Regions from separate parts of the Mus musculus genome. Here region 1 is linked to region 2. Evidence: chromatin contacts called from public Hi-C data. All regions are on one chromosome and are shown on one strand. The core of a region is the stretch at or near the end of the contact, and the rest is flanking DNA. Distances in the headings are between cores, read along the strand shown.

Region 1 (6,461 bases), core at 3,578-6,077, 160 kb before region 2:
CTCATCCCTAGCCACACACACTATGTCAGCCATGGATCTTAAGTATCAGCTCTTTTGACAGGTGAAGTCTGTCTGTACATACTTGACTTTGGTGGGGGATATAGTAAATTACTGCCCAAGTTGAAGCAGTTCTGATTTTTTTTTATTTGCATCTTTACAAATGATGGAATTCAAGACTACAATACCATAGTCTATTCTCTATGTCCAGTATTTATAGTATTTATAGACCTAGGTAAATGAGTGAATAGCTCTCGGATGACGTTTGTTTATTAGTGCTCATGGCTGTAATGAAGAATGATCTTTGATGACTTTAGTAGTATCTGTGACCTGCCAATAGGCAGCAAGGACACTAACTCCCATCCTTTGGCCCAGACAGACCCATTTCAGTTCTCACATAGGGAACAACTCCTGGGAATTAGAACAACTAAATCCCATACAATCCTCCATCCATGGCCATCAAGTAGCCGAGAAAACAAAGCAGACTCTTACCAACAAGGAATGCATACAAAAGACTGTGTACCTTAGTCATGAGTTCCATCCTGGGAAGAGAAAAAGGCAAAGGGAAATCGCAGTCGTAGGCAACAGTCTACTGTCAGGTACCAAAGTCAAGAATGTAAAGTTAGCTTTCCTCTTTCAAATGAGCAACCTGAAAAATTAACAAACAAACAAACAAACACCATGCCACACCACCCAGTGGTGGCCACATTTGTCACTGTAGTGGATTTATAGGCAAGACTCTTTTCCTCACACACCCTGGGGGGCTCCATTCTGGTGGCTCCTTCATTTTCTTTTGTGAGTGTGCTGCTGAGGGAGAGAGCTTTGAAATCAAGGGACAGGTAGCACAAATTCATAATGAAGAATAGAACTTTGGCTCATGGCGCACTCTGCATGACCTTCCTCGATAATGGTCCTGAGCTCCACCAGGAGGAACGCTTAAATGGCTGCTCTTCACTCTGACTTTGGAATAGCCCCCAAGTGCAGAGGCCTCCACTTCCCAGCATGCCTCCTTTCCATTCCTTCCCAGGAGCCCATGTTTTAGACCTTCCATAGTGGATGATAGTGACGTCTCTGAACTCACCCTTTTCAAACCTTGGCTTGTGAAGCTGGTGGTCCCCATAGTTTTCAAGTCCGCCCTTCCTTGGGGAGTTAGGGAAATAGAATAATGACCTATTCACTAGCCATGTTGGCTTATAAAGCCTTGGAGCCACTTTGCTTGGGACATGTATTAAGGAATAGGTTGATCAGTAGCCTGAGGCTTTCAAAAATCTCTCCAAAACACCAAAGAATTCCAAGTGGCCCAAACGTATGCAAACTACTTGTGTGATGCGAGAAACAACAGAAATCTTGTGAGCTGAAGGAGAGATACATCACTTCATTATTAAAAATCTGCAAGGGCTTCACATCTTGAGACACTCTCCCAACTGCATAGTGGATATGCAAGGAAGAAAAAAAAATCTACAAGGAAACTTGAAAATTACTACTATTCTCAAGGAAGATGCAAATCTAGGCCAAAAAGGCTCCTTATTACAGCCAGCCCATTGGAACCCTTCTAAAAATTCCACATCACATGTTCCCTTAACAAGGAGTAAGGGAATTGCATTAAGCTAAATTTATTTCTGCTCTAGTCTCCCAATGAAGCACTTTATTATTTTATTTTTTTTACTAACAATCTTTGGTATTTATTTTACAAAGTCATGAAAAATCAAGTGAATGAGACTTGCTGCTAATTGTGAAAACCTTTTTCTATACTGTTGGAGAAGTCTTAGTTCGATAATTTAACATGATGGCTTCCTCTTTCAAAAGGGTAAGCACACACAAGGATAAATGCCTCCTAGAGGTGAAGGTCGGAAGACTCCCAAGAAGTCCCATCAGTAGCACCTGGGACTCTACAAGAAGACCTTGCTTTATCATACAGAAGGACACATTGTTGAATTCTTTCTGTAATCCAAACTGCTTGAGTCCGTTCATAGGCTCTCCACCTACTAACTCTGGGGCCCTAAGATAGTGACAAGGCTCTCTACCCTCATTTTTGCCATCTGTAAAATGGGAGCAGTAATCTCAACTCAAGTTAAACTTTGAAGACTAGAGGTCTAGAGTTTGTGTCTAACAGGTGGAGGCCATTACATGATCCTTTGAAGCTTTCCCTCAAAATTGCAGTAGTTTTCAGTCTTCTGAGTTGTACATTCGTCTGAGTTGAATTCAAGTTCTTACTCTCCTGGGCTACATCATCTTGTTCTAACTGTTCGCAGATGAGGAATTTGGATTCAAAGTTAAGCCACAGTACCCAAAGGGACTTCTTTGTAGCAGAAATTGGCTCCAGTTATTAAAAAAAAAAACTCCCTTCCTGCCCAGGGTAGTTTTACCCAGGCAAGATTGTATGATACCCCAGGGTGTCCCAAGTGATCTCCAGAGATAGTGGAGAATTCTCAAATTATTCTTTAGGAAAAAAGACAGAGAGAAGAATTTTTAGAGCAATACATTTGGGTCATTGAATTAGCATGTATTCTATAGGGACATGACTCTTTGGTTAGGTGACAGTGCCAAATATGGAAAATACAGTGCCAAAAATCTCAAAAGATTAGGGACCCAAGAGCCTTGACGGGCTGTCTTGGCTTTTCATTGCAGGGACTTCCTCTCTGTGCAGTTTGGTATATCAAAGAGGCACAGAACACCAGAAAAAGCCAAAGACTGGTGTCATGTGTGTGCAAAACTGGAAAGACAAAAACCCTCTTACTCTCCTTTAAGGCAGTGGTTATCAGGTGAAGCTGAATGGATACAATGTGTTCAGATGGATCTGTATGGATACAATGCGTTCAGATAGATCCATGTGGGTACAATATATTCAGATAAATCAGTGTGGATACAATGTATTCAGCTCAGTGCCTTCTCTTTCTTGCGCAAGACGTTGGTTCAGAGTTCTTGGAGTTCACCCACAGAGATGGGCTCAAGGCCTGCTTACCAATGTCTAGTATGACTGCAGGCTAGGCAAAGAAACTTTGAGTTTCTTTCTGTGGATGTGTAGTCCCCTCTCCCTTGCCACACACTGCCCCAGATATTATAGACATCAATTTCCTAATTAAATTTGGGGAAACCATTCAAATGTCCCTTAGAAAGAAAAATGACTGTCTCTTACTCCAAAGATATAAAATTTTAAGAAATTGTAATGTAGCAAAATTAAAATGGAGAGAAAAACATGGAGATATTGGTTAGTTTTTTTTTTTTTTTTGAAAAAACTTTAGTTACTGAGTAAAAGAGAGGCAGGGAGAGGTGAGAGAAAGCTGGAGGAAGAGGGGTCAGAAAAGAAAAAAAATCTACTTTCCTCCAAAGGTCTCGTGTGTGTGTGTGTGTGTGTGTGTGTGTGTGTGTGTGTGTGTGTGTGTGTTTGTAGGGCAGAGAACAACTTTGAGATCCCTCAGGTACTGTCCACCTTGTGTTTTCTCTGTGGCCTAGATCGTGCCCTGTGGGTAGGCTGGCCTGCCACACCAGAACTCTGCCTGGCTCTACTTCCCCATGGCCAGGATTACCATGCAAATCCCAGCCACAACACCTAGCAGTGCTTCATGTGGGTTCTAGCAGAACTCAGGTCTCGTTGCTTTCCAGACAAGGACTTCCCTAAGTTGTCTCCAGTCCTCCTGAAGATACTTCTTAACTGCAGGGGCAAATCAACACCCTTAGTCAGTCATTTCAAACAATCAGGAAAGGAAAACACCACTAATTCCATTGAAAAAAGGCCACCCAGGGTCATTCTTTTTCTAACTACTGACCAAGTTCTCATTTAGGAAAGAACAAGAACACACATTTCTTTGTCAAAGGCAGAAACTTAAGTTCAATAAACACAGAGTGTCTCCTTGTGTCAAAAATAAGTGGGAACAACAGAAATTTTGGAATTATTCACTTAAGACTCAAATGCAAAGTACCAGATAGTCATTTACTAAGATCGTTTATTCCAGGTGAAATTTCACAGGAAAACCCGCTTCTGAGAGAGGATGAAAAGAGGCTGGTATGATGTGATCAATAGTGACTTCATACTTATGAAGAACCCTGGGCTTAGCAACTCAGATGCTTTGCTGCAGCTCAGTCTGCAGGAGTTGGAGCAAGTTGGGGGAACACTCATTTTATCTGCCTGCGGATTCTTGCATTCCCCCTAGCCAAGTCTCCAGCCTTCCTGGTTTGTGTCACAAGTTCAATTAGACTATTTAGACACCTTGGACATTCAAATTCTTTGTTTGTATATGTTTAAAATCAAGGGGGAAGAATGTCATGGAAGGCCACCAAATCCATGTAATTTACCCAAGAAATGAGTCTACTGGGTAAATACATACTGGGGACGTTCTAAAGTCTTATTTATTTACTTTACACACCTCAGTCAGTGGAATAAATAAATAAATACTGGAGCTGGGCACTCTGTGTTAAATCACTTCATGAAAATGCATGTGGACAGGAGATGTGTAAGAAGACCCCACCTCCCACACTCTCTATAAGGAGCCATTTACTTGGGGTGCCGAGAAAGGGAAGCAAATGGAACCATTTTATAGGGGGTAATTATCTGCTAGCATTCCTCACCCGCGGCCACTCCACTCGCCACCCCATCAAAGTGCATTTAGCATCAGCATCTGAAACTTGCCACACTCGTCTCCTTTTCTTTTCAAAGCCTGGACTGCGCCAAAACCATGAGCTTTGTAATTTGTTCCTTGTTCTGTCCATCCCCACCACGTCTTTTCCCAGAAGGCATCAAAAGACGTCAGCCGGGTCCAGCCGGAGTTGGGCAGGTTTTTCAAGGATGACGCTTCCAGGCTGTGGCTAGCTAGCTCTTTGTTCTGTTCTGGAGACCTGAGAGCAGAACCCTTCAGACACTTTATTGATCTTTCTCCCCCTTTGGGCTCATACAAGCTAATTGTACCTCTGTAGCAAAAACAATCTTATTATCATGTTAATTAGTGGGAGGGCTGTTGGGGTTTTCCACTTCATTACCTACTAATTTCAAGATAAATGAATCCACAGGTTACTGAGTAAATAAGGTCACCTATCAGGCATTGTAAACGTGTTTGTAAACAGGGCGGGGAGACTCTAGGAAAAGTGTTTGGTTTTCAAATAAGTGGGCTGGGTGGATTTGGTTTTAGGACGGAGGTGGGACTCCCAGAGGTGGCCCTGTTCCTGAACTCATTTGTGTTGGAAAGGGAGCCTTTGGGGTCCACCTGGCTTCCCACCGAGCCATTTCCTCCAGGGCTTCAAAGGGCTTTTTGTCGCTCCATTCACTCCAGGCCTAGGGCTTTGCGGGGGCTGCAGTGGAGAAAGCACGAAGTGAAGTTTACCGGGGGCGGGGAGGACTTTCAAAGGGGAGGTCGGTGGGGGGTGGACCACAAATCACTCAGTTCTGGCCTCTCTTGCGTTTGGAGCTTTTCAAGTCATTTGGATTAAGTGGGAGAGTTTAGTTATGAGGGAAAATAAGAAAATGAATGTGGATTTTCTTTCTTTCTCTCTCTCTCTTTCTTTCTTTCTTTCTTTCTTTCTTTCTTTCTTTCTTTCTTTCTTTTTTTCTTTCTTTCTTTCTTTTTCCAGATTTCATTAAGACTAGAGAATAGGAATATGCTAAAAACCTTGGTCCACTCTACTGAAGACTTCTCTTGTTAGTGGTGGTAGGATGGGCTTTATTTACTCCTTTAATAGAGGGTTTTAGGTAGACTGCACTCTACAAGCCAAGGTATTCTTTTTCCTTCTGATTTGCCATTAACTTAAAGGAAAAAGGGAAGGGGGATAAAAAAGAAAAAGTTTTCTATTTTTACCTACCCAGTGTTCCCGCCTGGAATCCTTCATGTTCTATTTTATTTGTGGACCCTCCAGAGGCCACACCTCCACCAATCTAACTGCCATCTGAAATGTTGAATTCTCCCTTCTTATTTTTTTTAATTAAGATAATAAATTGGTCTTAAATTATCCCTGAAATCAGACCAGTGTTGATTACAATGGGGCTCACGCTGTGACAGCTCGTGATGATGCTATTTTTATTCCTTTTCAACGAGATCTTAATCTCTCCCTGCGTGTAAACAAATTGTCACAGTAACCTTGTGCTCTAATCTATAAAGCATTGGAAGATAACAGATCAGCCACGATTTCATCAGCTCCCCAGCCAGGGGACAGCCCTTGGCTTACACAGGCTGGGGCATCTCTGCATTGTAAGGGAATGACACATTTTGAGGTATTCCAGGAGAAGCTGCCCAGAAAGCTGTGGAGACAGTTTGTGTGGCCCTGCTGGAGTGCAGAAAATGCCAGGTCAGGTCTCTGTCTGGTTTCAGGGGAGAAATGTGTTTCCTTAAAAGAGAGAGAGGGAGGGAGAGAGAGAGGGAGGGAGGGAGAGAGAGAGAGAGAGAGAGAGAGAGAGAGAGAGAGAGAGAGAGAGAGAGAGAGAGAGGACTGTTCAGGAATATGAGGCAAGAGAGGGCCATAGAAAGGGCCCACAGACC
Region 2 (6,515 bases), core at 2,011-4,510:
TCAGAGCCATGTGTGTGGTTCCAGAAAGAAGGGGACGTTTCCAGTTAACTGTAGAGAAGTGACTAAGAAACATTATGATGTAAGAGAATTTTTGCCTGATCTTCTGAGATTCGGTACAAGAAGGTTACAGAAATCTCTCTGCTGTCAGGAAGACCTACTCTGCGGTGAGTTGCAAACAACCCCTTGTTATTCTTGGTAGGCCCAACTGTCAGTGTTCCCCATTGCATTCTCTGTGCAGTCCTTGCCTATATACATGTGTATTTGTTATGACAAAAGGAAAGTGGGAGGAGCTGTTGAGGATGGAGATAAATGGATCAGTGTAGCTCACCTATAAAATGAAGGAATGCTATCTCTCAGGGGTTGGTGGAGAAGATGGGGATATGGTTGTAATTAATAATATTTGGCAATGAATCATTTATCTTTTAAAGTTTATGCTTCATTGGGATAGTCAGCACCTTTAATGCAGGATGTTGACACAGAAGAAAGTAAGGGGCAATCCCAGGACTATGGCCACTGAATTCTGGAGGGTCAGCACAGCAGCACATACTTAAGCTAGACTGCTTGAGTTTAAGTTTCTTCCTTGTGAAATCTCAGCCAAGTTACTTAATTCCACCATGCCTCAGTTCGCCCCCCCCCCCATGTCAATTGGCATTGATAAGCAGCTCTTACTTCAAATAACTGTAACAATGCTAACACAATGTATTCAGGACAAGACTAGGACACAATCTCCTTGTAAACCAAGATGAAGGTTCTGGTCTCTCACTCCACTTAGCACAGATGAAATCCTGGCCAGTCTGTTTACATATCCAAGGTGCCTGCCGCCTGAGGTCCCTTGTTCCACATTGAGTCATGATGGACACACCCATCTCATAGATCTTCTTCTTCTTCTTCTCCCTCTCCCTCTCCCTCTCCCTCTCCCTCTCCCTCTCCCTCTCCCTCTCCCTCTCCCTCTCCCTTCTCCCTCTCCCTCTCCCTCTCCCTCTCCCTCTCCCTCTCCCTCTCCCTCTCCCTCTCCCTCTCCCTCTCCCTCTCCCTCTCCCTCTCCTTCTCCTTCTCCTTCTCCTTCTTCTTCTTCTTCTTCTTCTTCTTCTTCTTCTTCTTCTTCTTCTTCTTCTCTTACACCTCCTCTTCCTTCTTACACCTCCTCTTCCTTCTTCTCCTCTTTTTCTCCTCTTCCTCCTTCTCTTCCTTTTCCTCCTCTTCTTCCTTCTTTTCCTACTCCTCTCTTCCTCTTCCTCTTCCTCCTCTCCTCTCCTCCTTCTCCCCTCCTCTCCTCTTTCTCTCTTCTTCCTTCCCCTCCTCTCCCTGCCCTCTCCTCCCCCTTTCCTCCTTGCCTTTTCCTTTCCCTCCTCTTCCTCCTTCTCTTCTTCTAGTGCCATATTTATCTTCAGTTTCCTCAAAACTGAGTGCTCAGGATTTTTAGCCTACACATTTTGAGTCTCTAGATGTGTTTAGACTGCCACACTTAGCACACATGGACAGTGGAGCTTACCAGTGTTAGAATATTTGGGAGACCTCTTACAACAAGATATACCCCTTAGGGAAATTTGAGGAGAGATAAAACATTTTTCCCTAAGCACTGAGATGTTTTAACTAATTTATTAAAATGAATGTAAAATGGTTAGGGCTCTTATCAATTAAAACTCTATCACTGTGGGTCAGTGAGCTGACTCGGCTGCTAAAGACGCTTGTCACCAAGTCGGGTAAGCAGAGCAGGTATCCACTGGCACCACACCCACAGGGCAGACTGAAAGAACAGACTCCAATAAGTTGCCTCTGGTCTCCACATATTTACACAGCAGCTCACTCACCCACACGCACACACATACACACTCTCACACACACAAACTCACACTAAATCAATTTAATTTTTTAAAAGGCTATATCACTTGCTAGAATTATTTATGCTGCTTCTTTATAAAGACATTCTCATACCAGTGTAAGCTGCTATGAAAGACAGATTCCTGGTGCCTATTTGGTTGGCTTTCTTTCTTTCTTTCTTTCTTTCTTTCTTTCTTTCTTTTCTTTCTTTCTTTTTTAGACAGTTTCAGTCTCTTTGTGTACAGACTGAGCTCTAACTTAGTGTAATAAAAGTTGGTTTTCTAAGTCCTGATCCTCCTGCCTCTGGGCTCCAGAGGAACTAGAATTGCTAGCCTGCTGCACAGTTGGCCCACAGACTTCCACAGAGGAACGGCCTGCCTGATGGGTGGACTTCAGGGCCTGGGGACTAAACCCTTGAGGAGGTCAAGTCCCTCTCCAGGTCCCACTTCCATGTTTGCCTAGCAATAGGGCTGACAGCTTGTCTAGAATACCTCATGCTACATGGCATAGCAAAGACCACGGGGGTAATTTTGCCCTATTGTGACACTGGCAAATTTAAAAAAAAATAAAAGTCAAGGCAAGGTGGCCGCCATGCTGCCAATTAAATGAGTAACTCAAGTGTGTTTTGCTGGAAGTTACTAGATGGAGTTTCTAGAGATTTCTACTGCCAAGCAGTCCACCTAAATTTTCCTAGACAACTCCAAGCTATTCTTGAAATGTTTTCAGAATGGACCTTGGCAGGCAGAGCCCCCTTGGCTCAGCATGCCATCCCACTGCCTTCTGTATCAAAGGGGACTTCCTGCTGCGTTTGTTTACACCATTAAATTTCTTCCAAGTAAAGCCAGGAGAATTTTTCCAGGTGTTCACATTCCTAGAGGGTGGGGAAGAGGCTGAGAGCCCTGTACAAGATCAGTACTACTGCCTCAGTGCAACAACACAAAGATCTCTTTCACCACACGACCTCCTCTGGAGAGCTCTCTTTGGGGGCCCGCCTCAGAGCTCTGAAGGACCTTCCTCCGGACTCTGCGGGCACAGAGTCAACCGGTCACAGTCTGATCTGGGACTTAGAAGGATTTGGGGTGCATGTCATACTTCCAGACCCTTCTGATCCCATCAGGTCCGGGACCCAGGGCTAGTGGCCTGCCAGTCTCCCCTGCCCCCAGGAGCTCCGTCTCTTTAAAAGGGAAGCAGGGTCGATTCCAAGGAGCTACAGGTAGACAGAAGAGCTAGAACCCGATCTAGGGCAGGGCAGGTGAAGCTGGCAAGGTCAGCCATTCAGTCACCAGGTGGTGCATTTAATTTAAAAGGAGTGTTAACCTTGTTTATACAAAATAACACCAATATGGAGGGAAGCCGTAAATCCGTTGTCGTTAAACAGTGGGGAGCCGCTGGCTCTGGCAGCCTGCCCACCAGCGACGTGAACTCGGCTGGCACTGAGCGTGCAGGAGCACGGCCCGGGCGGGCTTGCCAGCCTAGCCAGAGAAGGCCGGAGCTGCTCCCTCTCTGCCCACCAGATGACTCTTCGCATTCTTGTCAAATATATTTAGAACAAGAGGTGTCCGCTTAAAGAGACGCATTTGTTAATCACTTAAATGCAGGCGTTTGGCCGCGAGCCAAGTTTACCTTTATAAATATGTAGGATCGGTTTCCAGCTAGGCAGACAACTCCTGGGTGAGATCTCCTCCCCCCCCCCCCCCCGCACCCTTCTCTGGGGCAAGCGTCTCCTCCAATCGACCTAAGGTGCATGTCCCTAACACCTTATTAATTTTGTAGCCGGCGGGGGTTTCCTGAGCCCATGCCAGTCTTCTATCTGAAAGTTAAAGGAGATAAACACACGCTGGCCCTGCACAGAGAGGAGAGCGGTGTTTCTTTAAGTAAGGAGCAGATTAGAGTTAAATTCCTGTTGACTGGAGAGCCGGTGTCCACATCCTTCTGTTTACCAGCAGCTGTCCCTGTTAATGACACTCTGATAACTCTAGAGCTGCCCTGGTCAGCGGTGGGTGAAGCAGATAAAGACGCCACTGTTAAACAGCCCAGACCTCCACTTCTCTCTCACTCCTTGACTGAAGAGTCAGTGAAAAGTGCCCAGAAGAGGCAAGCCCTGGGTGCCCTGGCATTTGCTCCCCAACTTGCGAGTTCATAGTCCAAAAGCCCTGGCTGTTCAGGCAGTCTACTGCAAAGCTGATGAAAATTCCAGCAGTGGAGACTGGAAGGGCAGGGTGGGGGCGGGGAGAGCAGCTGCCTAGCCGGGTCAGAAGGTCAGCCGTAGGCATCTTGGAGAACTCTCCTCCTCCTGGTTTAGTAGCAAGGACACTTCCCTGCCCCCCAACCCGACGAACAGAGATAGTTAACATCTCGGGGCCTCAGCAAAGAACCACAGCTGTCCTAGGGTCGTTAACCACAGGGAAGTCACGTTTAATATTTGGAACAATCGCCCTCCAAAGATTTTATTGTTGTAGGGGACTTTGCCCTGCACCCTGGTGAATACCCTTGAGTCTGCAGCCAAAACCGCAGGCGAGAAGATTAAAGAAAGGTGCCTAAAGTGACTTGGAAAGGTTAGTGGCAGTGTATGAGCTGGAAGCCAGCTCCCTATCTGTTATTCGTTCCAGGCAGACAAACAGATATTTAAATTTCCTACTTGAAGCAGGCAGACAGCAGCTCTCTAGCTTCTTCTTACACTGGGGAACCTGCCAAGCCCTCACCTGGCTCAGCTCCCAGCCTGGGTGATCCCTGGGCTTTCTAAGACCCACCTCCAGCCTGCTTAATTCCTGAATACAACCCACGTGAAGATCAACAAACGCAGAATCCCATAATCCCTTTCGTGCTCTAACCAGTGAAGCAGACATACCTCCAATCAAGGCCAGGCCTCGGACAAATTGATTTCTGCTTTTAGAAAGTGTAAATATTTTTGCTTCTTTTCACCTAATTTTTGTCACCTGAAGTATGCCCCTGATTTACTCCAGGAGATACTGAGGGGGTCAGGGAGGTAAAAGGTTAGCCAAGTAGGGTGAGCTGTTCAAAAGAAAAATGAGCTTACTTGGAGTCCAGGTGATTTCCTTAAGAAGGTCTAAAAAGGTCTTTGATATTATTATGAGACTAACAAGGCAGGGTATTTCTCTTTCTTTTTCTTTTCTTTTTTCTTTTTCTCTTTCTCTTTCTGCTTCTTTTTCATTTTCATTTTCTTTTCTTCTTTTTCTTTTTCTTTTTCTTTTCCTTTTTCTCTTCTTTTCTTTCTTTCTTTCTTTCTTTCCTTTTTTTTCTTCTTATTTTTTTCTTTCAAGACAGAATTCTTCTATGGAACAAAGCCTACTCCTGAACTAGCTTTGCAGACCAAGCTGGTCTCAAAATCACAGAGGTCCTATTGCTTCTGCTTTTGGAGTTCTGGACTTAAAGGCATGCTTCACTACCCCTGGGCTGAGACAAACTATTCTAATACACTGTCTAGGGCACCATAAGGTCTGTGATCCATATTTCCAAACTGTAACATCTCCACAAATATCTTTACACAAAACATTCTAAAATGACTCCTTCTTTACAATGTAATTGGATTATTGTCTTGGTGTGTGTGTGTGTGTGTGTGTGTGTGTGTGTGTGCTTGTGTGTGTATTCAAGTTTTCCTATGTGTGTGGGTGCATAACTGTGGAGGTCAGTCTCCAGTTTTGAGAAAGGTTTTCTCAATGGCTTGGAGCTCACAATTATTCGTGAGTCCAACCATTGTGCATGAGTCCAAGAACCCTCAGGCATCCAACCATCTCCACCTCTCTAGCACTGGAGGATTACGGTTACATACACTCCATGTCTTGCTTTTACTCAGAGGTTCTGGGGATAGAAGTCAGATTGAACTGAACCGCTTACTGACTAAGTCATCTCTGTAGCCCTAGATTGTTAACTCTTTATGGGAGATTTTAAATTAGCAGTTGCTAATGAGTTGACTCTTGTCTCCACAAAATTCCTAGCTGAGAGTGCAGAGCCTCCAGTCCCTCAGAATACCACTTGGCTAGGTTCCATTTAGAGATAATAAAGTTAAAGTGAGTTCATTACAGTGAGCTCTAATCCTAAATGACTGATATCCTTGTAAAAGGCGGAAATTTACAAACAGTTAAGCCTGAAAGGAGCCAAAGACACAGATTGCCTGCCCCCAGTAGCCCTTAGAATGCTACCCACCCTCTTATTTAGGAGGGCCACTGAGATGGCTCAGAGGGCGAGGTGCCTACTGTTAAGCCTGACAAAGTAAGTTCAATCCCCAGTACCCACATAATAGAAGGGGAGAACTGACTCCCATGGCCACATGCAGACCATGGCACTTGCATGCCTCCATGTGTGTAGGAGCATACACATGGACACACCCACACAGAATAAATAAGAAGAAAGCAAGCATCCTCACATCTATACGTCCAGATTCTAGATATATACTAAACCAAGTTGAGAGTTGGTTTGGTTTGATTTTTCAGTATCATTCAGTACCAGGGGCTGAGCTTAGGCAAACAAGCTAGGCAAGTGCTCCACCACCGATCATCACTTTAATAAGACATTTAAGTTGTCAGGCAGGACTTGAATTTGAGATCTTCCTGCCTCAGCCTCTGGAGTTGTTTAGACTCCTGACCTGTGCAATCATCCACAGCAGATTCCAGTTGTTGGAGCCCACCAGTCTCTGTTGACTGATTAAAAGAGCCCTAGCTGATATGTTGATTTGC

Evidence for each region. A called contact is a pair of places that touch in the nucleus more often than the background predicts.
Region 1: a Hi-C map of uterus shows a contact between it and region 2. The contact joins two enhancer-like sites. A contact is called at or near these places in 10 of 484 Hi-C or Micro-C datasets (embryonic stem cells, liver, stem cell-derived neural progenitor cells and 1 more).

Annotation. Positions count from the first base shown.
Region 1 is chr7:70,787,822-70,794,282 of GRCm38.p6, reverse strand. No RefSeq gene overlaps it. Among named protein-coding and RNA genes, the nearest start is that of Gm39032, 11 kb to the left of the region's middle. Within about 2 kb of position 4,827, at least 40 of the 459 cell types and tissues checked have an H3K27ac peak or open chromatin away from gene starts, as enhancers often do. A contact at or near this core is called in embryonic stem cells and uterus, where this site is marked.
Region 2 is chr7:70,622,251-70,628,765 of GRCm38.p6, reverse strand. No RefSeq gene overlaps it. Among named protein-coding and RNA genes, the nearest start is that of Gm35894, 38 kb to the right of the region's middle. Within about 2 kb of position 3,260, at least 104 of the 459 cell types and tissues checked have an H3K27ac peak or open chromatin away from gene starts, as enhancers often do. A contact at or near this core is called in embryonic stem cells and uterus, where this site is marked.